Linked DNA regions of Mus musculus: all the other regions are linked to region 2. The links are chromatin contacts, called in public ChIA-PET, HiChIP or PLAC-seq and capture Hi-C maps. All regions are on one chromosome and are shown on one strand. Each heading gives the region's core, a stretch centred on a gene start, on an enhancer-like site or on the middle of the called end of the contact. The rest is flanking DNA. Distances are from core to core; before and after follow the strand shown.

The links. ChIA-PET counts read pairs in DNA pulled down with a chosen protein or histone mark. HiChIP or PLAC-seq counts read pairs in DNA pulled down with a chosen protein or histone mark. Capture Hi-C pulls out chosen DNA fragments and counts their contacts.
Region 1: a contact with region 2 is called in an RNA polymerase II ChIA-PET map of memory CD8 T cells, with 19 read pairs. The contact joins the enhancer-like site here to the promoter of Ube3a in region 2. A contact is called at or near these places in 2 of 484 Hi-C or Micro-C datasets (CD8 T cells and Th2 cells) and 6 of 115 datasets of contacts at active chromatin or transcription factors (double positive thymocytes, large pre-B cells, memory CD8 T cells and 3 more).
Region 3: a contact with region 2 is called in an RNA polymerase II ChIA-PET map of memory CD8 T cells, with 28 read pairs. The contact joins the enhancer-like site here to the promoter of Ube3a in region 2. A contact is called at or near these places in 8 of 39 promoter capture datasets (the 3T3-L1 cell line, the C10 cell line, the HPC-7 cell line and 4 more), 1 of 484 Hi-C or Micro-C datasets (the HPC-7 cell line) and 6 of 115 datasets of contacts at active chromatin or transcription factors (bone marrow-derived macrophages, embryonic stem cells, memory CD8 T cells and 2 more).
Region 4: an RNA polymerase II ChIA-PET map of memory CD8 T cells shows a contact between it and region 2, with 30 read pairs. The contact joins the enhancer-like site here to the promoter of Ube3a in region 2. A contact is called at or near these places in 5 of 39 promoter capture datasets (the C10 cell line, the HPC-7 cell line, hematopoietic stem and progenitor cells and 1 more), 1 of 484 Hi-C or Micro-C datasets (myocytes), 15 of 115 datasets of contacts at active chromatin or transcription factors (the 230-238 cell line, CD4 single positive thymocytes, CD8 T cells and 10 more) and 1 of 9 other capture datasets (adipose tissue).
Region 5: a contact with region 2 is called in a capture Hi-C map of embryonic stem cells, with 3 times the contacts expected there. The contact joins the promoter of Snrpn here to the promoter of Ube3a in region 2. A contact is called at or near these places in 2 of 484 Hi-C or Micro-C datasets (the G1E-ER4 cell line and embryonic stem cells), 6 of 115 datasets of contacts at active chromatin or transcription factors (embryonic stem cells and stem cell-derived neural progenitor cells) and 1 of 9 other capture datasets (embryonic stem cells).
Region 6: an RNA polymerase II ChIA-PET map of memory CD8 T cells shows a contact between it and region 2, with 15 read pairs. The contact joins the enhancer-like site here to the promoter of Ube3a in region 2. A contact is called at or near these places in 1 of 39 promoter capture datasets (hippocampal neurons) and 4 of 115 datasets of contacts at active chromatin or transcription factors (the NIH/3T3 cell line, double positive thymocytes, large pre-B cells and 1 more).
Region 7: a contact with region 2 is called in an H3K4me3 HiChIP or PLAC-seq map of pro-B cells, with 3 times the contacts expected there. The contact joins the enhancer-like site here to the promoter of Ube3a in region 2. A contact is called at or near these places in 8 of 39 promoter capture datasets (the 3T3-L1 cell line, 3T3-L1-derived adipocytes, the C10 cell line and 4 more), 3 of 15 datasets of contacts at CTCF or cohesin (CD8 T cells, the NIH/3T3 cell line and large pre-B cells), 1 of 484 Hi-C or Micro-C datasets (adipose-derived mesenchymal stem cells) and 17 of 115 datasets of contacts at active chromatin or transcription factors (the 230-238 cell line, CD8 T cells, the NIH/3T3 cell line and 11 more).

The regions. Positions count from the first base shown.
Region 1 is chr7:58,450,820-58,453,787 of GRCm38.p6, forward strand. No RefSeq gene overlaps it. Among named protein-coding and RNA genes, the nearest start is that of n-TEttc7, 53 kb to the left of the region's middle. Within about 2 kb of position 1,357, at least 21 of the 459 cell types and tissues checked have an H3K27ac peak or open chromatin away from gene starts, as enhancers often do. A contact at or near this core is called in CD8 T cells, Th2 cells, double positive thymocytes and 3 more, where this site is marked.
Region 2 is chr7:59,227,018-59,230,019 of GRCm38.p6, forward strand. Ube3a (ubiquitin protein ligase E3A) reads left to right here and starts at 1,733. Exons shown (of 11, transcript NM_001033962.2): 1 at 1,733-2,254.
Region 3 is chr7:58,567,984-58,570,946 of GRCm38.p6, forward strand. No RefSeq gene overlaps it. Among named protein-coding and RNA genes, the nearest start is that of Atp10a, 89 kb to the right of the region's middle. Within about 2 kb of position 1,433, at least 22 of the 459 cell types and tissues checked have an H3K27ac peak or open chromatin away from gene starts, as enhancers often do. A contact at or near this core is called in memory CD8 T cells and regulatory T cell precursor, where this site is marked.
Region 4 is chr7:58,684,631-58,687,571 of GRCm38.p6, forward strand. All of the region lies in intron 1 of Atp10a (ATPase, class V, type 10A), which reads left to right. Among named protein-coding and RNA genes, the nearest start is that of Atp10a, 28 kb to the left of the region's middle. Within about 2 kb of position 1,506, at least 109 of the 459 cell types and tissues checked have an H3K27ac peak or open chromatin away from gene starts, as enhancers often do. A contact at or near this core is called in CD4 single positive thymocytes, CD8 T cells, the HPC-7 cell line and 5 more, where this site is marked.
Region 5 is chr7:60,003,724-60,006,890 of GRCm38.p6, forward strand. It overlaps Snrpn (small nuclear ribonucleoprotein N), which reads right to left and starts at 1,476. Exons shown (of 10, transcript NM_013670.4): 1 at 1,313-1,476. Snurf (SNRPN upstream reading frame) reads right to left here and starts at 1,476. Exons shown (of 10, transcript NM_033174.4): 1 at 1,313-1,476. The coding sequence starts at 1,326. All of the region lies in intron 6 of Snhg14 (small nucleolar RNA host gene 14), which reads right to left.
Region 6 is chr7:58,473,885-58,476,908 of GRCm38.p6, forward strand. No RefSeq gene overlaps it. Among named protein-coding and RNA genes, the nearest start is that of n-TEttc7, 76 kb to the left of the region's middle. Within about 2 kb of position 1,522, at least 24 of the 459 cell types and tissues checked have an H3K27ac peak or open chromatin away from gene starts, as enhancers often do. A contact at or near this core is called in memory CD8 T cells, where this site is marked.
Region 7 is chr7:58,625,372-58,628,315 of GRCm38.p6, forward strand. No RefSeq gene overlaps it. Among named protein-coding and RNA genes, the nearest start is that of Atp10a, 31 kb to the right of the region's middle. Within about 2 kb of position 1,575, at least 107 of the 459 cell types and tissues checked have an H3K27ac peak or open chromatin away from gene starts, as enhancers often do. A contact at or near this core is called in the 230-238 cell line, CD8 T cells, the NIH/3T3 cell line and 5 more, where this site is marked.

The DNA of each region.
Region 1 (2,968 bases), core at 107-2,606, 780 kb before region 2:
ACACAGAGAAACCCTGTCTCGAAAAAACAAAAACAAAACAAAACAAAAAAAGAATGGAATCGCTGGCTTAGGTGGAGAGCAAACACTCCACTCAAGCTGATTCAATAACTTTGGCTAAGGGACCAGCCCTGGGAAGATGGGCTGACCTTTTGCCAAAACTTAGAATACTTAGTTCTCTAGTGAGATACTATACTCTTTCCCAGAATGTTCCCTCCCTACTGCTGAAGATTATGTACTGCAGCCATGCAGGGTTTTTGCTATCTTTTCTAGGCATGTTTTTCTTAATAGTCCTGGTTTCCCTTACCCCAATATTTTTGGGCTTCTTTAACATGCAAGAAAAATAATATAAGAAGTTAAAGGGCAAAGTAAGAATAAGAACTCAGCCCCACTTCTACAGAGAGGATTATACAGTCCCTAAGACCCTGTCCCTAAGACCCTACCACATAGCGTCTGAGGGTGCAGGAGAATGTGGTACAGACTCAGTGCTCGGTTTTTGTAACTAATAACCAGAAACCCAGAGGGCATGGCTTTTCCAGACCCAAAACCAAGTTTTCTTGTTAAACTTCTTTTCAAAACTACAGGGTGGGAGAGAAGACAATTGTGTGATTTTACAACATTTGTGCTCCAGGATGTGTATCCCAGGTTAGGGGCTTTCCAACATTCCACAGGCAATATATCTGGAACCTTGCTCTTGTTCAGGGTCCTGGTTTAGGGGAGAGTTTCCCCTTATTTCTCTTTCTCTGTAGTCTTCCTCTACACCCTGTGGCTGCTTGTTGGCCAACATGTCTGGCTTCTAGGACAACTTCAGAGGTGTGGATTTTCCCTTCCCTCCTGCATTCTCCCCTGAGCAGCAGCTGTAGTTTTACATCTTGCCTGTCCTGTGAGTTTTCTTTTAAGTGCTAATAAAATTGCCCTGTACTTCCTTTTGAGTCCATTCTTAAACTCCTTTATAATGAGACTAAGGAGCTGAAAGGATACTCCAATTTCCCTTGTATCATTACTCTTCAAGATATATGGCTAGCAAAGGCTTTCCTCCTAGTCCATATGCTGTGTATTCATCCAGTTGTTTCCTTGGCTCTGCTGAAAGTTTTTAATTTCATGAAATCCCATTTGTGAAATGTTTCCCTGATTTCCCAAGAAGCACAGTTCTATCTGGAAGCCCTGGCTTACACTGTGTTTTCTACTTTCCAATCCTGAGTTTCAGGTCTTGCATTCAGGTCTTTGATGCATTTGTTGCTTTTCACATAGAGTGTGAGACTAAAATCTAGTTTCATTCTTCTACATGTAGATACCCGGTTTTCCAGCACCACTTGTTAAAGAAGTTGTCTCTTTTACATGTGTGTTTAGCATCTTTGTCAAGAACTAGGTGACTGTGGTTTTGTGGGCTTGTATCTGCATCCTCTATTCTAATCTATTGATCTAGGTGTTGGTGTCAGTACCCTGTTGTTTTTATAACTAGGGCTCTATTATAACTTGAAATTAGGTATGATGATGCCTGTTGGAGTATTCTTTTAACTAGAATGTTATTATGAGAGATGACTTTCAAAGTCCTTGTAATATAATATAAAGTATCATCCAATTTTTTGACAGTTACTTTGAGATACTCTGTGTCATCATTTGTGATTTCTTACATATTGTTGTTTATGTTCTCCATAAAACCATAATGGAGTTCAGTAAACTGTTTACAATTAACCAGTTTATGCCAGATCACTTGAAACTAGATCAGTGCAAAGGAGGAGGGGGTATGCTCTAGCCCAAACTGATATGACTTTTAGTCTGCCATCTAGCACGATGCTCACTTATGGCAAGCCATCAGTGCCAAGCAAAATGACTCTATAAAGAACAAATGCAATTATGGCTCTTGCCCTCACAGGCTAGGAGAGGAGCAGAAGCCAATGACATTATACATTAGTTGGGTGCTTCAAGCAGATGTCCCTGCAAGAAAGACAGATGGTCTGGGTGGTCTTGGCTGAGTTAATAAATGTTACAAATAATTTATGGGGCGCAGTATTTCTAAAAACTACACTTTTGATGTTAGCACTACATGAATATTATACTGTGTTCTTAGAGAAATTAAGATAACTATAATGTCACTAGGTAATAGTATCTATGGTAACATGTGGTCCACTGTTAACTAAAACTTCATTCTGTGGTACATGACTGTGATAAGAGTTAAGGTCTGGAAGGGGAGTTTTGGACAACACAGAAAGTAACAAGGTCCCAGGAAGAGAACAAATGCTTCCTGGAAGTGAGGTAGAGAGCCTGGATGCAGCTCAAATTAGAAGTCGGGGTTAGACAAGAATACTGAAGGTGCAAGGAATGCCATAGTTCTCTGTGTGGATCGGAAGAGGGTTAAGGCATGATCAAATTCACATCTAAAGACCCTCTGCAAGTCTCTATAGAGAACTGAATGGGGGGAAATGAGAACACCTGACCACCATATACCTGTCAATACTAAGACAGTACAGCTAGATAATGTACTAGAGCTTAGATCAAGGAGACTTCTGAATATACCCATTGTTACAAGAAAACTGAAGGAGGGGAAAATAAAATTCAGTAAGAAGAGAAAGTAGCAGCATATCCCTTGACGCCCAGTATAAAGTGTGGGTCATGAACGTCAGCATTTGGATCACAACGATTTTATTCCCCAGAAATAGCAAAAGCCATCTCAGCCCAACATGATTGTCTTAGTTAGGGTTCCTACTACCCTGACCAAACATCATGACCAAAAGCAACTTGAGAAGGCAAGAGTTTATTTCTCTTATATACTTTTGTCATAGTTCATCTAACTAGGCATAGTTCATCAGGCAACTATGAAAAGAACACAAATAGGACAGGAATTTGGAGTTAGGAGCTAATGCAGAGGTCATGGAGGAGTGCTGCTCACTTGCTTGCTCTTCATGGCTTGCTTAACCTGCTTTCTTATAAAACCCAGGGCCACCACCCCAGGGATGACCCACACAAAACT
Region 2 (3,002 bases), core at 483-2,982:
TAGTGAGGCCTGCCATAGAACTCAAGATTTTCCTGCCTATGTTGGGGTTTCAGGCATGTACCTTTATGTCTAGCATTAATGTTTCTAAATTTTAAAAATGATAAATCAAAATACATGAAGTCCTGAACATCAGAGGCCCATATAAGAATACATATTGAACATTAAGTAAATAATTTCTTCAGATTGTTAAGAGAAATTAGTATTCTCCATGATCTCCATATAGAACTTGACTGGCACTTGGATATGTATTTCCTTTAAACTTTTAAGCTTTTTAGAAGTCTGGGCTGCTGGCTACATTTTGATAATTCACATGACTAGACCATGACCTTTCATTTTCAGACTTTTATTTAGGAGTGAATAGCTGAAAGCGTCTTCACATGCTGCAACAGTTTATGTACTTTACTTTTCTTAGCAGTCTAATGATTTTCAGTTTTGGTTTTGTATTTAAATAGTTTGCAAAGATAACTCTTTAAAGGGTTACATTTATTACTGGCCCCTTTCATATAATACAATGGTATTCCAAATGAGGATCTTTAATGGATGGAGAAAAAAAAAGAATAGAAAAAATTTAAAGTATCTTAAAATCTGATATAACAGTTGCACTTATTATTTATCCTGTAATAGTTTACACACACACACGCCTATTATTTTTTAATTTTAAAAAATTGCAAGCCTTTAATCCCAGCATTCAGAAAGCGAATCTCTGAATTCAAAGCCAGCCTGGTCTACAGAGTGGGTTCCAGGACAGCCAGGGCTTCACAGAGAAATCTGTCTTGAAAAACCAATAATAAAAATATTTTTTATAGTGGGGAGATCTTTCATATATATATGATGTGTATATATATATACACACACATACACACACATTATAGGAGCTGTAATAAACAGAAAAGCACATTAATACATGTGATTGTTACATTTTGAGCACTAGATGATTAAGGCTTACTAAGTTGCAAGCCAGGAAATAACATGTCAGCTAGTCTTTATAATAATTTAGTGTCAAAATCATTAACAACAAACCTAAGTTAAACCCTCACTCCGGTACCAACAAGTCACATGGCTCTAACAGGGTTCGGGTGTTCTGTAAATCAAAATTAGTCTCTATCCACGTGTGATCAAGCAAGGCGGTTTCTTCTCAGTTGACATCTACTGGAAGACAACACAGGAGGGGCTGGGCTTTTACCTACTAGTCTGGTAAGCCAGTGACATATCATGTTCTGGCAGAGGCTGATGGCCTTGTTTGCTGAAAGGTTGCCCAATCTCAACGCCTGAATCCTTTACTCGGACAGTTCGGATGAAAAGTCGTAAGGGTCAGCTCTAGCAACAAAACGCTTCTATGCCTCCTCGTGCCGCCAGTAGGCTACACCCTCTTGGCCTATTCGTCCCTCTGACTCCTGGGCTTTGCTAGGCTGGGTAGACCTGTCCGCTCTCGCGAGTACACCGAAGCACACTGGTCTATAGATTGAGTAAAAGGAGCAGAGGCTAAAAACACCAAGCCTCTCTCAGCCCAGTCTCAAGATGGCGACGATGCTGGCCAGCTTCCACCCAGCCCAAGGCCATCTCCCCTTCCCAAAGGCCCCTGCGCCGCAGGCGAAGGCGAGCTAGAGGAGGGCCCCACAGAGCTGCGATCGGGGCGGGGCAGAGCCCGTCGCCATCCCACGCACGCGCAACCCCGCCTCGCATCCCGCCTCCGGACTCCGAGCCCTCGCCCGGCAGGGTTGGCGCGCGCTGCCTGTCGGGATACTCGGTCCGCCCACCTAGTCCTCTCGTCCAGTGCTGCGTTCGCGAGATCCGTATTTCTCCCAAGATGGTGGCGCTCCTCTTTGGGTGACTCCAGGAGACGACAGGGCCTTTCGTCTTTGCCAGCACCTCGTCGCCCCTCCTGCGCTCGCTCTCTCGCTCGCGCACCGGGCCACGCAGCTGTTCACCGCCTCGTTACGCTTCTCTTCCGTCGACCTGTCGCTGACGGTGGCGCCTCCTTCTGCTTCTCTTCGGAGTTGCTCGCCGCCCTCGCCCCCCACTGTGGACAGATCGCGACAGCAGCGCTTCAGCGCCGACTTCAAGGTTGCCCAGGCGCCTGGCCTCTCGGCCTCGGTTTCCTGAGGAGAAGCGCGGGTCCCGCATGAGACCCGGCGGTGGCGCCAGCGAAAGGGAACGAGGCGGTGGCGGGCGGCGGCGGTGGACGAGGGCGACAAGGACCAGTGAGGCGGCCGCAGCTGCGAGGGCCGCAGCCCACGCGCGGGGGCGAGGACAGGTCAGTGCTGCTGCGGCTGCGGCCTGCCCGGCGCGCTCCCTCTGGTCTGTACCGCCGGTCCCCTCGTCACCCTCCGGCCCGCGCTGACAGGGTAGGCGCCGGGCCCTCACCCGCCTCCGTGAGCGAGTGCTTGGGGCGCGTGGTCTGGAGGGGCCGGTGCCAGGACTAGGCCCTGGTGGCTGCGGCTGCTGCAGCCTTAACTGTCAGTGCTGGCTGGACGCAGGAGGGAGGGTTTTGTCACCCACGGGTACCCGAGTGGGCCCGGGGTGGGGCGGACGTGCAGGGCGTCGAGATCGGGGGCCTCATCTAAGCAGAGATCGGAGAGCCAGCCGTGGCTTCAGGCTGCGAAAGGCAGGCCTTTTCCTCCAAAGGGGCGCTCTGGTGGGGAAGACATATTTAGATGTGTGCTTAGTGGGTTGGGGTATTGGGGGTGGATTGGAAGGAAGACGGATGAAGCGGCACCTCAAGCCCAAGGATTGCGCTCTGGTTTTATTCGTGTGCTGCTTCTGGTAGGATTCAGTAGTTGAACGTGAGTTACTGATTCCTCAGAAACTGCTGTGTTAATTTTCAATGCAAACCTGTAAGCAGTTGGCCTCCTCCTCTTCTCCCCTCCCCCTTTTCAGTTGAGAAAATGAAAAGGACGTTTTCCCCATTTTGATGCGGAGGCTTTTTGTTGGAAGAATCAGAGTTGAATGTGCTATAATTGCGTTAGCCTTAAAAATAGAAAGTATAATTTTAATAAGACTTT
Region 3 (2,963 bases), core at 183-2,682, 660 kb before region 2:
ATCTAATGATAATCATGATGGGTAATATGGCAGGAACAGACAGGCAGGCATAGTGTTGAAGAAGTAGCTGAGAGCTCACGTCTGATAGGCAAATTACAGACAGAGAGAAAGTGATAAGGACTGGGCTTGGTGTAGACTTTTGAAACCTCAAAGCTGACCACCCTCCAACACATCTCAGAGACTTCCTCCAACAAGACTACACCTCCCAGTCCTTTCCCCACTGAGCATCCCACACCAAGCATTCAAACATATGAGTCTAGGAGGATTACTCTCATTCTACTCATGACACTCCTGAAACACAGAAGAGGACTTTAAAAGACTGTTTTAAACTTATTTTGGGAGTGCTGTGTGTGTGTGTGTGTGTGTGTGTGTGTGTGTGTGTGTGTGTGTGTGTGTGTGTGTCAGGCTTGGGGTGTCCATCTTTTCCTGTCTGAGCCATCTTGCCAGTTCAAGGAAGAGACAAGTTTCTTTTTGGAACTGAAGACTAGTTCCCCTATAAGATTAGCTCACAGTATAAACAACATCCCTCAGAGAGCCCAGACAAATGTTGACCTAAGCTACCCCCACCCTGAGGCTTTATGTATCTCCCAAAAATACTTTCTCTTTTTTGTTTGAAGCCTCACCGTCACCCATCTCCTAAGAGGATGCAATTTCTAAACTCTGGTGGGATGTTGGGAGAGTGAGGGCCTCATAACCCAGATACATTTCTCTGCTCACTACAACTCTAACACTCCAGCTGAAAACTGAGCCTCCAGAGGTGAGAAAGACAGTTTCTTGGGCCCCAAAGAGAAAGCTATGGGAAGTCAGAGGCATCCCTGAGTCAATCATAAGGGGTGGAAGACTGAGTCCCAGAGGACATTTTATAGAGAGATATCTGGAATGTAGTAAGGAACAATGAAAGTTAAAAAACAAAACAAAACAAAACATGAGAGGACAGGAAAGAACTCAGCTGAAGATAAACCAAGGCAGCACCTGAGGTGTGGCAATCATATCCACGGTGCTAGGCAGAGGAAGTTGGGGGAATGGGGGGGGGGGGGCAGGGGCAGGAAGCCAACAGCAAAAGTGCAGGCTGCTTCCTAGAGTGAGAGTGTCGGGTGTACTTTGCAACTGTTGTTCTAGGCTTGAGAAGCTCATTTCAGTACTCCTGACATTTTGGGTAAGATAATTTTTGTGAGGGCCACCTTGAAAATTGTAGGGTACCTAACAGAATTTTTGGATTTCACCCACAAGATTCCAGTAGTTAGAAAACACCAAGTCTCTCCTAAAGGGAAAAACCAGTACCCACTCAAAAATCATTCAAGCATTTTCCCAGTTCAGGTGGGATTGGTCAAAGACTGGGAAAGAGTCTGTGGAAGCCTCATGGGCAGGGTCTGTGTCAGGGTGAGACAGAAGTACCACCTGGAAGAATGTCTGAGACTAAATAACATGAAAGTGGGAGTGAGCAAGAGCCTACAATGCCAACAAGACATGGTGGCTGATATGTCATGTTAATGACAAGCTGGAGTCACTGAGCAACAAGGGGAAGTTCCACTGGCAAATGCCCCATTATAAGTATTTTTCAGTAAGGATGTAAGCATTTACTATGAGATTTCTTAACATGAAGCAGGAAAGATATTTTGCGTTTAGTCATAAAAACATCAACCTAAAGGGAAAGAGTTTGCTGACATTCACTGTCAGAGATTTCAGTCCGGGCTCACTTGACCCATTTAGCCTATGGTACAGTGGCAATCATGGCTGAAACTTTTGAGTAGAGGAAACTGCTCAGTTCATCAGACAGCAAAGAGACAGACAGAGGGCTTCACAGACCCAATATCTCCTTCAAAGGCATGTCCTACATCCTCACCTCAGTAGGTCTATCTTTTATAGATTTCACTAATTGACAGCAGGACTCAGAAGCTGATAATCATGCCTATAACGCATGGATATTTGGAGATATTTAAGATCCAAACTGTAATAACCCAATAGAAGCTAAATGCTTCTTTCTGGATATCATTTCTTTACAGGCAGTCAGTGAAGCTCTGACCTTACCTTGAGCCTCCTAGGGAAATGTTTTGGAAGAATCAACTGAGTAAGAAAGTAGGGATGTGGACTCAGAGAGCAAGGGAGCACAGGAGACTCACAAGAAATTAAAGTCAGAGGTCACAGAGAACAAGAGAGGCAGCTATCAGTGGAGTATCTAGAATAAATGTGGCCAACAGTCTGAGTGGGTAAGAAGATACAGGGAAGAGGAACTGGTGAGAAGGGTGGAGGAAGAGCAGGAAGAGTCCAATACATCCCAGCACCAAAGATATCTAAACTGCCTTGGGAATCAGATGCCTTTCTGTGTCAGCTAATGTCAGAACTGGTCTGCTTATCTTTCTACGTCACATGCAAATCTGTACTATCAGCTTCAATGTTCTTGGCAATTCCATTATCATTCTTCCACACGAAAGTGACAAGCCCCAGCATCACTTCACCTAATCCCTTTTTATCCTTTGATAGCTAATGTAAATATAGATATTGATGTAACAATTTAGTTTCCCAGAGTTCCAAAGTCAGTCAGTTCTTGTAGGTTGCCAAGGCCGCTCTCTATCCCCTTTGCCAATGTTTTCATTATATCAAATCTAAGTTATATTTCTGTCTTTCCAAAATCCCATTTTAATCATTCCATTCCCTTGCTCAGCAGCCATCTGTGAGTGTCATGGAAGCTCAGCCTCAAATCTTCCCTCCTTACCTTGTGATTTGATGCCCTCTTCTATGAGGTCTCATCTACAAATTCCCACAATAAACTTGTGATCCAACACCAGCTCAAATCCTGGATGTTCTACTCTCATTGTCTTTTCTCATGCTGCGTTTCCTGCTTGAAGGAGCACTGCTCCATCACCTGCCTGCCAACAGCATCACTTCCTTCAGGCATGATCCCCTTCTTTCCAGGGCCTCAGCTGCCTATGGCTTCTTTTTATCTCTACATCACAGTACATTAT
Region 4 (2,941 bases), core at 256-2,755, 540 kb before region 2:
CAGGGGACCTGTAGGATCTGAGGACAACTGTCCGGGGCTTCTGTTCTAACTCCAGGTGCATCCAGCCTAGGCACAGGAGATCAGAATCTGAACCACTTGTCTGTGTAGACAAAAGCATTCACAGCACAGCTTAAAAAAAGATACTGTGGAGGCCCCATGGAGATCCAGGGTACCTCATGTCAGGTTCACAGCTAGGGTACCAGTCAGCAGGATGACCCCTTATTGTTCCACCCTTGTCTTCATCAGAGAATTATCTCATGTCTTGCTTGTTTTCAAATTGTGTTCTTTGTTTTGTTAATGTTGAATTTTGAGTACTTGTCATCATCTTGTATCTCACCGTTTTAAAATTTTTAAATTACATTGTGTGTGTGTGTGTGTGTGTGTGTGTATCCATGAGTATGTGTGCTCCTGTATACTCTAAAGAGGTCAAAGGACAACTTATTGGTTCTTGTGGGTTCCAGGAGTCAAACTCATATGGTGAGGCTTCCGGGCAGCTCCATTATCCTGTGAGCCATCCCATAGGTTCCAGTATGTTACCTTTCTGTACAAGTCAAATAGCTATGGTATAAAGAGATGTGCTAATGCACAAACACTGCTCATTATCCCTGTGCTGATTTAGGAATGCCACAGCCCTTTACTCTTGATGTTGGCATTGTAACTGTTAATGAGGGGAGGGCAATATGAACCACTGTTGGCACCAGGTAAACATGTTAACACACTTACTACAAGACATAGCATTCATAGAGAAATACTATTCTATTGTGTTATGAGATGTTCCTGAAATGCAAAGCTTATGGGTAGAGAGGCACCTACTGTTTGAGATGGATATATACTGAACACAGAGCAGGGTGAGAAAGTTCTCAGTTGGGGAGGTTTCTGAAACCGTGCTGATCACTAATGGTGAGGAAGGCTGCTTTAGTTAGGACACTAGTGCTCTGCAGTGTTTCCCATCTTTCTCTTGCTTGCTCAGGGAAACAGTTTAAGGACATATCACAGACAGTACTATTATCAGGAGCCACAGTTCTTAGAGGGGTGCTTCTCCCCAGAATCCCTAAGGGCCTTTACTGCATAATGACTTTCAAGATGCAGGGCATGAAATTTACAGCCACAACACTGTGAACTTGCCAGATCTTGAAAGCTAATCAGGGTTGGGCCTGATTAGTACTTGAATGAGAGGAATTTAAAACTTGATCTGAAGTTGAGTGATAACACTTAGTTGTTCAATCAAATTTTTTTTAAAGAAAAAGTCTATTCCAGGCTGGAGATGAAAGGGATAGCTGGGAGAACTGAGCCAAACCCTGAGGTTATAATTCTAACACTGTACAGCCTTTTGCGGAAAGGCCTCTTGGACTTGCACACTAATATGTGGCCACAAGGTCACACAAAAGTGGCTTTATGGGGGTAGGGCTGTGTCACCATCACTTAGCTGGATATACAGTGGGCCCTTTTCCATCTGACATTCTGGCACCTGTACTCCATTTGTTAAAGGAAATGGATGGCTAGGCAGATGACTAATGTTCTAGTGTCTTCTTCCTGTGTTTGTAGACAGGTAACTCAGGGCAACGAGCCATATATCCTTAAGCTTCTTGAATTCTTTTTCAGAGTAATGCACTCTTTACTTTTGGGATGTGTTAGTTGTGCATTGAAAAGTCCACTTTAAAAACCACTCTTGCATGGGTGAATATCCTTAGTCCAAACATCTCAGAGCACAACACAAAGCCCCCTTTGCTCTTGAGCTGCTGCTGACCCTGGAGCCTAGCTAGGTCTCACTCCTGAGCTTGAGTGCTTTTCCTCTCAGCCACACGAGTGCTTCGATTGCAAGCATGGACTGTGGATTCAGTTGTTAGAAATTTTTCGATGCCAGAAGTAGAAAGTGTTACAATGATAGACTATGGTCAAAGGGAAGGTGCACTCAAGTAATGAATAAAAGTCACTTCATGCTGTTTGTTTTAGGGGAATTATAAATACATTTGGACTTGGGAGCTATGCTGGCTAGTTTTTATTGTCAATTTGACACAACTCAGAATTACCCAAAAGAGAGAACCTCAACTGGAGGTATGCTTCAACCTGATTGGTCTGCTGCCGTGTCTGTGAGAGCCTGATGTGGGAGGGCCTGACCCACCGTCACTCGTCACTTGGGCAAGTGGGCCTGGGTTGTGTAAGAAAACCTAACTGAGAACGAGCCAGTAAGCAAGCGGGGAGGGAACTTCCTTCATGGTTTCTGTTTCAGCTCCTGTCCTGACTCCTCTCAGTGACAGTCTGTGACATGGGAGTGTAAGCCAAATGAACCCTTTCCTCCCCAAGTTGCATTTTCTCAGTGTTTATCACAGCAGCAGAAAGCAAACTAGGACAGATGGCATGCCTAAGACACAGTGCTACAGTATAGTGACTACACATACATGAGCATTCCCAAATGGGAAACATTTAAGTGTGAACCACTTTTGGTTCCAAGCATCTCGTATAAGGGATCCTCTACTATACCTGTTTCTGTTATGTTTGAATTGGAGCCAATGAGTACCCATGTTACCTCAGGAAAACCTGCATGTCTGGTTGAGTACATGTATAAAGTGCTTTTTCAAGTGGCTAGCTCCTTCTAACAAGTGAGGTGGACTCCCGGCAACTCTAGATGAGGATAAGGGTAGGTCTGTACTCTTCCCTGTGCAAGTCATAGTGTTGCCCATCTCTATGGCCTTGACATCCCCCCTGGCCTTCTTGTTCTGTAATTATTACAGCTTCTTAGTACTTGTATCACTTTCCAGAGCCACCTTTCTACCGTTTCTATATATATGAGTTTGGTTTGATTTTTAGCTGCTATTTCTGAGTAAAATTATGTAGTATCTGTCTCTGTGTGTCTGGCCTAATTCATAGGTTCATCTATGTTGTTATAAATATTAGGATTTCCTTTTATTTTTTTTGTTGGTAATAGATACATAATCTCTAA
Region 5 (3,167 bases), core at 226-2,725, 780 kb after region 2:
AAATGACACCCTACGGCCTCAGTACCAGACTTTGTACGGTAATTACCTCCATCCATGGGTCAGAGTTCCAAGGCCCCAAACCAGAAGCACTCTGGCCACCTGCAACCAACCTGGACACACAATCACTTCTCTGACTTGCAAGTATCTTTTTGCCACACAACCACATGATCTTGAGAAGTAGTTATAGAGATCTCAGAGAAAATCACCCACTAGCGCTCACCTTCCACCCTACCATACCACCACTACACAGCTCTGACATCCTTGAAGCCACATGAAGCAGCAACAGAGCTCCCAGAATGCCCCCATCCCCCACACCCTGCGCGCACCCTCAGCCTAAAGGCCACAACAGCAGAGCTCCCCCAAACATGAACTAAGAGGCGACAGAGCTACCGCTCCCTCTACCCTAGGCTCACAGGCTGTGGCAATGGAGCTACCACCCCCATAGCCCGCAGGCCGCGGCAACAGCACTCCAGTAGCCCCCACCCTGAACACACAAGCCATGGCAACCAAGCTCCCAGCCCTCAGGCCACCGCCACACAGCTCCAGTTCCCCAGACCCCTGAAGGTGCTCCCATCCCCCAGACCACACAAGCTGCGACCGCCCATTTCTCATGCCCTGTAGCACATAGGCTGCTGCGGCAACAGAGCTCCCTCCCCACCCCCACCCCCACACCGCGGAGAAAACAGACTGCGACACTGCGGCAGCAGAGTTCCCACGCCCTGTAGCCCACTGGCTGCATCAACAGAGCCACAGCCTTGGACAAGAGTGTCCACCCAGCCCCGTAGCCCACAGGCTGCGGCAACAGAGCTCCTGCATCCTGGAGCCCACAGGCCGCACAGTAACAGTTACAAAATCCCGGACTCTACAGGTTCCTGCAGCGGCAACAGAACTTCTATCCACACCCACCCCCAGAACCAACAGAGCTCCGGCATTCTGGAGGCCACAGGCCACACAGTTAATAGTTCCAAAATCTCTGGACCTACAAGTCGCGGCAACACAGCTCTGACTTCCAGGAGTCCAGAGGCCGCGACAAAAGAGGTCCCGCATCCTGGAGCCCCCACGCTGCGGCAACACAGCTCCTGCATCCAGGATCCCAGTCACAACCTCAGACCACCATAATAAAGGCAACGCGTTACACGCAGGTGCCGCACTAACACACCCAAGGAGTCCGTCTGCCGGCTCCAAAGGATTGCTCACCAATTCTCAAAAATAAAGGTATCTGGGTTGTCAAAAATCTTAATAAGCCCAAATCTAGAATGTTTTGGTCAAATAGGATGCACTTTCACTACTAGAATCCACAAGCCCAGCTGACCTTCCTCGCTCCATTGCGTTGCAAATCACTCCTCAGAACCAAGCGTCTGGCATCTCCGGCTCCCTCTCCTCTCTGCGCTAGTCTTGCCGCAATGGCTCAGGTTTGTCGCGCGGCTCCCTACGCATGCGTCCCAGGCAATGGCTGCACATGCGCACATTTTTGCCGCAATGCAGGGGTCTCTGTCCCTCTGACCGGAATGTCCTGCCAAAAGGCAGCTACCAAAAGGAATGCTTGAGCATTCCTACTGCGGAAATTTGAGCGTGTATTAAAAAAAAAAAAATCACTGTCAATCTGGAATAATGGATATAATTGCCTATTACTAAATACATTTAATTTTTTAAAAAAATTGCTCCCAAGTGATTGCAAGCATCACACAGATTTTTATTATGTGGGAGAGGAAAAAAGGTTTGATCTCCAATATGAGGAAGACTGGTTTCTAGGCTATATCATGTTACATAGTGTATCACACACACACACACACACACACACACACACACAATCAAACATGAAGCCCAGCCAAATTGTCAGATACTTAAAATTCTGTACAGAAAAAAAAGTTATCCTGATTCCTAATTCTACATTCTACATTAATGTAGTATTACTTGTATTTTCTTTCTCTGTGTTAGAACATATGACTGGGAGAAAACTATTTCCTCCAGATCATGGTGTGATTAAATTTTAATAGGAAGAACATTCAGTTATGAAACTTATGTATCTGCTTCTTTTGTTGTTGTTGGTTTTAGAGACAGGGCTTCCTAAATGTTGTTATGCCTGGGGGGTGAAAAGTAGACACTATTTACTAACAAATATATGACCTCATAGAAATGCCATCCAGTAATTCCAGCTCTTAGGAAACTTATTCTAAGAAAGCAGTATTTTTGCATACTCAAGGCCAGGTTCAATTTGTAACAATATCTAAAAACAAAAACAAAAACATTTTGTAGATTGTGGATACATATATAAGAATTTATTTCAGTTACTTTTGACCTATTAATTTCCTGTCTGCCTAGTAAAAGTATTATTGTGGTAGTAACTTCAATATGCAATTATTTGAAGATTAGGAAAACAAAATGGCAAGGAGAAAACTAAGGAAGCTAAATTTACATGGGTTTAGCATAGCTTAATGAGGGCCTGCAAGAACTGTTAATGAGGTATTCTAACAAAGTTGGAAGTTCTCTACTTCCCTTCCCCCCGCACTGAGCTAGCATCCAGTTCGCAAACATCCTAAATTCAACTTCAATGAAGATACATTCAGTTCTAAATGTAACCAAAACCTGAACTTTCGAAAACAGCTGAAGAAATCTATTTACATAGAACTAAACAATTAGATACTATTGTCAGTCACCATGGAAATGCAAATGAAAATCACAAGGACAGACTACTTATGGAAAAATGAAAAGACAATAGACTAGGGCTAGGAATGGTGGAGTGTAGCTCAGCGCTGCAGGGTGTGTATTTTGTTGTTGCTTTTCTGAGGCTGGTTCTTAATCTACCCCAGGTGTGCTTGGAAATTCCTTTGTTGCACTAACTGGCTTAAAACTCAGAATAAGCCAATAAGCCTTCTACCCTCATTACAGCAAGGGATCACCATGCCTGATTTTGTTCTTTTTTTTTTTTTTTTTTTTTTTTTTTTTTTTTTTTTTTTTGGCAGGGTAGAGGGCGTTGGGGTGGTAGTGAAGGAGGGGGTTGTTTTGTTTTCCCAAGATGGGGAGATTTTGAAACAGGATGTGTCATGGTTGGGTTGGAATTTTACCTTGCAGGAATTATGTGGTGCTAGAAATCAGACAGAGAGGGCACTTTGCAAGCCTGGGCCTCATAATAAAACCTTTCCTGTTGTTTTTTGTTTCTTAGACAG
Region 6 (3,024 bases), core at 272-2,771, 750 kb before region 2:
GGGTAAACAAATTAATTATTCTGTTTGACAGCATAAGGGCAAAACTCAGGAATTAGCTGAGTAAAAAAAAAAAAAAAAATGAAGATATTATTGAGTTTATATTGGTTGGACATGCCAAGCTAGGCAATCTGGGTGGTGAATCATCAATTGAAGGTATAATTATATGCATGATAATCATAACAAAGCAAGGATTTGGTCTGGACAGGAAGCTCAGCAGTTAACAGCACTTGTTGCCTTTGCAGAGGAACAGGGTTTGGTTCTATCATAGTCAATGGTCGATTGCTGTGAAGAGACGCCATAAGCAAAACATTATAATGGGAAACATTTATTAGGGATTGCTTACATTTTTGGAGGATTATTCCATTATCTCCCTGGTAGGAAGCATGATGGCACACAGGCAGACATGGTGTGGAGAAGGAGCAGAGAGAATCTGGATCCACAGGCAACAGAAAGAGACAGTGACCCACTTAGGTTCTAAAGAACCTCAAAGCCCACCCCAAGTAACACACTTTCTCCCACAAGGCCATACCTTCTAATCTTTTCAACAGTCCCACCCCCATGACTAAGCATTCAAACCTGTGAGTCTATGGGGTCATTCTCATTTAAATCCCAAGGGGTTCCCAGCATCAGACATGGATGCCCACAGCTGTAAGTGTAACTCCAATTACAGGGTATCAGATACTCTTACATGTTTTTAAAAAAAAATAAAGAAAAGCAATGATGGAACAGAGAGAGGGTGAGTAATGGACAATAGCTTTCCACATTCAATAGCACACAGGATACTTGCAGTCAGCCACAGTCAAAGGAATGTTTCAGAACAGCTCATTGGAAGCACTTCAGTGTTACCACGTGGGGAAGTGGCAGGTATTCGAGGTGACAGAAATGCCAGTTATGGTGACCTGACTGTTCCACGATACACTTGTGTACACCACCACCACAGTGCATGTGTGATTACTGTATATCAAGTAAAAATCAAAATGAAAGTCAAAAGTAAAGAAACATACTAAAGCCTGCCGTATTCCCTATTATACTAGGGGGAGTAACCAGGATGAGGGGAGATTTTATGTTTTATATATTTTTATCTTAAATGAACTTGTGCACATATTTCAATATATATCAAGGATTTGCCCAAAACATCGATAAAATCTTCACCTCCCAAAACTGGTTTAGAAATGTCTCCTCGTAAATAAACAGGGAACCAAATAAACCATTGGAGGCTGACAAAATTTTTCACTGTTTAGAGGGAAATACTCATAATTTTTACAAAGAGATTCTGTAGAAAAAGCTATGTTCAGTTGGTGGTTGTAAACCAGAAGTATGACTCCAGCCCTGATGAGTTGCAACAAATGAGATAAGTGTGAAGACAAAGGGCCCAGCTGGCCGTAATCTCTGAGCAAGTATCTGAGGTTCTACTTGGAAAGTGAAATCAAAGTGGAGTTAATAGAACTTTTTCTATTGTTAGGCAATAGGCAACCCTAGACAGGATGTGATTTGACAGTTATACGGTTTGGGAGATGACTGTACAGCTAATTCTCTCTGAGAAACCCTTGTTCAGTTCACTAACAATAACACAGCAGAGACCTGAGGTGACATTAAGGAAATAAAAGTCAATGACTTCCTCCAAGCTAGAAAGACTGTGTTCCTCACAGAGTGTCCTGGTAGCAAGTGAGTCACACTGAAGAGTGTGAGCACACGGAGCCAGCGATGTTCACTTAACGTATTCTGGAGTTGAAAATGTGCCTAGTTGGTTATTCAGAAATTCCCTTGGGAGGAAAGTCATCAGGAGACCACACTCAGGTAAAACATTGCCTTTCTGTGTGCTAAGGAACAAAGAATGGATTGCAAGAATGCTCCAAACAAGATTATGAATGACAACAACATGCTCAGGATTCAAGAAAGATGTTGTCTTCATTAGGATTTCTATTGCTATGAAGAGGCACCATGACCACAAAAATTCTTATGATGAAAAACATTTCATTGGGGCTGGCTTTCAGTCTAAAGGTTATGTCCACCATTGTCATGGCAGGAAGCATGGTGGCATGCAGGCAGACATGGTGCTGGCCAGTTAACTGAGAATTCTACACCTGGATCCACAGGCAGCAGGAAAAGTCTGAACTTTTGAAACCTCAAAGCTTATGCCCAGTGACACACTTCTTCCATCAATGTCACAACGTACTGCAACAAGGCCAATTGTCCCAATCCTTTCAAGTAATGCCATTTACTATGAGCCAGTCGGGACCATTTTCATTCAAACAAGCACAGGTGTGTCTATTCCTAAGGGAGGCAAAGTTCTGTATGAACTCACCCTGGAAAGTTTTTGTTTTATTATGTTGCTAATATTTCAAGTTATCATTTAATAAATGTTAATTTTATCATTCTTAACCTCCTTATGCATTTATAACCTACAGGAAATTTTTTTAAAATTCTCTCACAAATTTTGTTTTGTTTTTTCAAGACAATGTAGACCAAGCTGTCCTTGAACTCATGGGTGATCCTCTTGCCTTTGTTTTCTGAATGCTGAGATTTCTGGTATGGATTAGCACCCCAAATCTAATCATACACACACACACACACACACACACACACACACACTCACACACACACACATCGCCGCTGCCATCATCGTTGTCTTCATGTCATCGTCGTCATCATCATCATTACTCTAAAATTAATCTCCATGCTTCTTACAATCCCTGTGCATCCTCTTGGCTTGCAGGAATTTAGTTATGGTTCTAAGCTACAGTCAAGTGAAATGTGCTCAGCTGTGTTCAGAGTAGCATGGCTTCTGCATTTTTGTGGGTTGGAGAACTGAACCACTGCCTCTAGAAGCCCTGTGTTAAAGGCTTGATCTCAAGACTTTGGGACTATTGGTAGGTAGTAGGAGGTGGGGCTTATAGATGGAGTACATTAGGACACTTGGTCTAAGGGCATGCCCCTGAAGCTGCCTGTAGGACTATGGTCTTTCTTCTCACTTTGCTTTCTAGCTACCATGTAGTTAGTACTTTCCTGACCATATGACACCAC
Region 7 (2,944 bases), core at 325-2,824, 600 kb before region 2:
TGCTGCTTGGTATCAAACCAAGACACCAAGAACGGAAGCTGAGGAAAAGAAAGAATCTTCAACAAATGGTTCTGGAAAAAGTGGATGCTCACATGCAGAAGAATGAAACTAGACCTGTATGTATTGCCCAACTAACTCCAAATGGATCAAAGACCTATACATGAAACCTAAAGCTGAAATTGTTAAAAGAAAGCATAGATAGGTGGTATAGGTTTAAGAAAGGACTTTCTGAGTAGGACTCTGCTTGCTAAGAATTAAAGCCAACAATTTATTGTGCCTGAGCTGGGTGTGGTGGCATAAACCTTTAATCCCAGTATTTAGGAGGTAGAGGTAGATGGATCTCTGATTTCAAGGCTACCTGGTTAATGGAGTGAGTTTCAAGATAGCTAGGGCTACACACACACACACACACACACACACACACACACACACACACCTGAAATGTAGTATATAAGCACTATGGGATATTTAGGTGTAAACAAAAGTGAAATCATGAACTTTGCAGGTAAATGAGTAGAACAAAAAAGATCACATTGAGTGAGGTAACCCAGCCCAGAGAAGCAAACACAGCATGTTCTCTTGTATTCAAGGCTCCCAGATCCAAATCGTCAGATGCAAGCACACAGCCTAAAGTAACTATGTAGTACACTGCCCCTAATTACTACAGAGACCAGGAAAGTAAAATGAGAACATTGCCAGGATAGAAGGGTTAAGGAGCAGTGGAGAGGGTTGATTGGATCTACAGAGATAAAACTGGCTGATACAGAGAGCTGTATAATATGATTATAACGGAAGTTTAAACATAGAAGACTGAACTAAATCTCTTTATCTTCCAGCAAAAGAAAATATCTTAAGTTTGAATGAAAGTAGTCTAAGTTTGACTCAAATTTTGAAAATTAGAACCACTAAAAGAAAAGACTAACAATAGAAAACTGATTTTTGAGTATATATCACCTTACAGGAAAAAAATACACATAATTTTAATCTTAGGAAAAGGTAATTCACCTCACATAAATAGAAAAAACACAAGCCAATGCACTACTGAGACAGCATTTCACATCTGCTAGGATGACAAACATAAAAACTATTGATGAAAAGCCACACTGAGCCAAAGGAACAGATGCTGGCGGCACTGTGACAGAGAACAACTGGACAATACCAAGCAAAATCACACTGTTTACTCACGGTCCTAAAATCATACTTCCAAGAACCTAGCTTACAGATCTACTTGTAAAAATATGAAAATATGTAGGTGGGGTGTTTATTCACTGCAGCAAAAGACCAAAAATAACTCACACGTAAACTTACAGGAAACCGGTGGAGCGTACCATGGGCACCCTGAAACGGTAAGAGCCTAAGGGAATCTGGGAGTGGTTGTTATTCTCCTGACTGTATTTATTTTAAAACTGTTGTAATGAAATCATAAGTACTGCATATAATCTCTCCCCAGGGAGATCACCCTCAGAGAAAGTTATGTTCTTATTCATTGACACAAAGATCTGAAGAGTGGCCTGAGCCTCTCACCAGCGTGGGACAGCCCTCTATTGAGAAAGCTCTGAGGGTTTCTAAGTCTAAAAGTCATTGCGGTAAGACTTCTGCCTGGCCCCTTTACAGAGAAATATTTTGTTACCATCGCAATGCTTTCCCACTTTTCAAATGTCTGACTCTGGCTGCCCTTCAGACTTGAGTTGGCTGCATCCACCAGAACTGCTGCAGTCCCTGGCAGCCTGAAGCAACTGCAGAGAAATGCCTGTGTTCTGATTATCTCTCTTTTCAGAATTGCAAAAGCCCAAGGTCGTTTGTTTGTTTGTTTCTTTGTTTGTTTGTTTGTTTCTCGCTGCTCTGGGCTAATAGCTAGCACCACGTGGGGAAGTTGAGTAATTCCAAGAGCTGTTCAGTTTCTTCATTCATCTCAAACATAGCTCCATCCCCCAGCACTGGAAAGTAATCATAACCTCCCATCCAAAAAATTTTAATGAAAGCATGCATTCACAACTATTCATGTGAGTGGGTATATAAACTGTGGTACATTGATAGAATGAAATATTATTCAGTTCTAAAAAGCAATGAGATATGAGAAGGTATGAGAGAAATGCAAATGTATGTCAGTGAATAAAAAAAAAAGAATTAGGAATGTAGCATTCTTGAAAACATAAATCCGTGGAGACAAGAAAAAAATCAGGAGCTGGGATGTGACTTAGTCATAGGGCATTTGTCCAGCACCATGTGAGATCCTGGACTGAATTCCTAATGTTAGAAAAAGATGAAAAGGTGAGAGAGAAAGAAGGAAGCAGGACAAGGAGGGAGAGAGGGAAAGGAGGGAGAGGAAAGCTCAATGGTTGCTGTGGGTTAATGGGAAGGAAGGGTGAATTGGAGGATCAGAGAAGTGTCAGCAGAGAAAGACAATTAAATATTGTAAGGATAAGTACTTCCCATCATACATTAGTTCAAATCCATGGAGTGCGCACCAAGAGTGAAACCTAAGCACAGAGATTTTAAGTGATAATAAGGCAAAAGCAAGTGATTACCTATGATTACCTATACTCTGATTGAGGTAGGGCAATGCACACAGGGGCAAAGGGTACATAGGGATATTGCACCTTTCTTTCAATTTCACTACAAATATAAAACTACTCTAAAATGTATTTGTTAAAAACAATAGTTTGCACTGATAAATAATATTAGAGAAACTGAAAGGTGTTATTAATATATTGAAGGTTAAGTTACCTAAAAATAGCATGTAGTTGTATCACCAGTTCCTACAAAGACATCCATGGCTCATAGTCCATCAGAATAACAAACACTTCAGATTGTGCTTCCACACACTCCCTGACCACACCCCAGTCCTAGGAATCAAACTCAGAGCCTTTCATTGGCAGCCAACTAATCTACCACTGACCATGTCTCCAGGTCTCATTTTCTACTTCCTAAAGCTTCGTTTCCT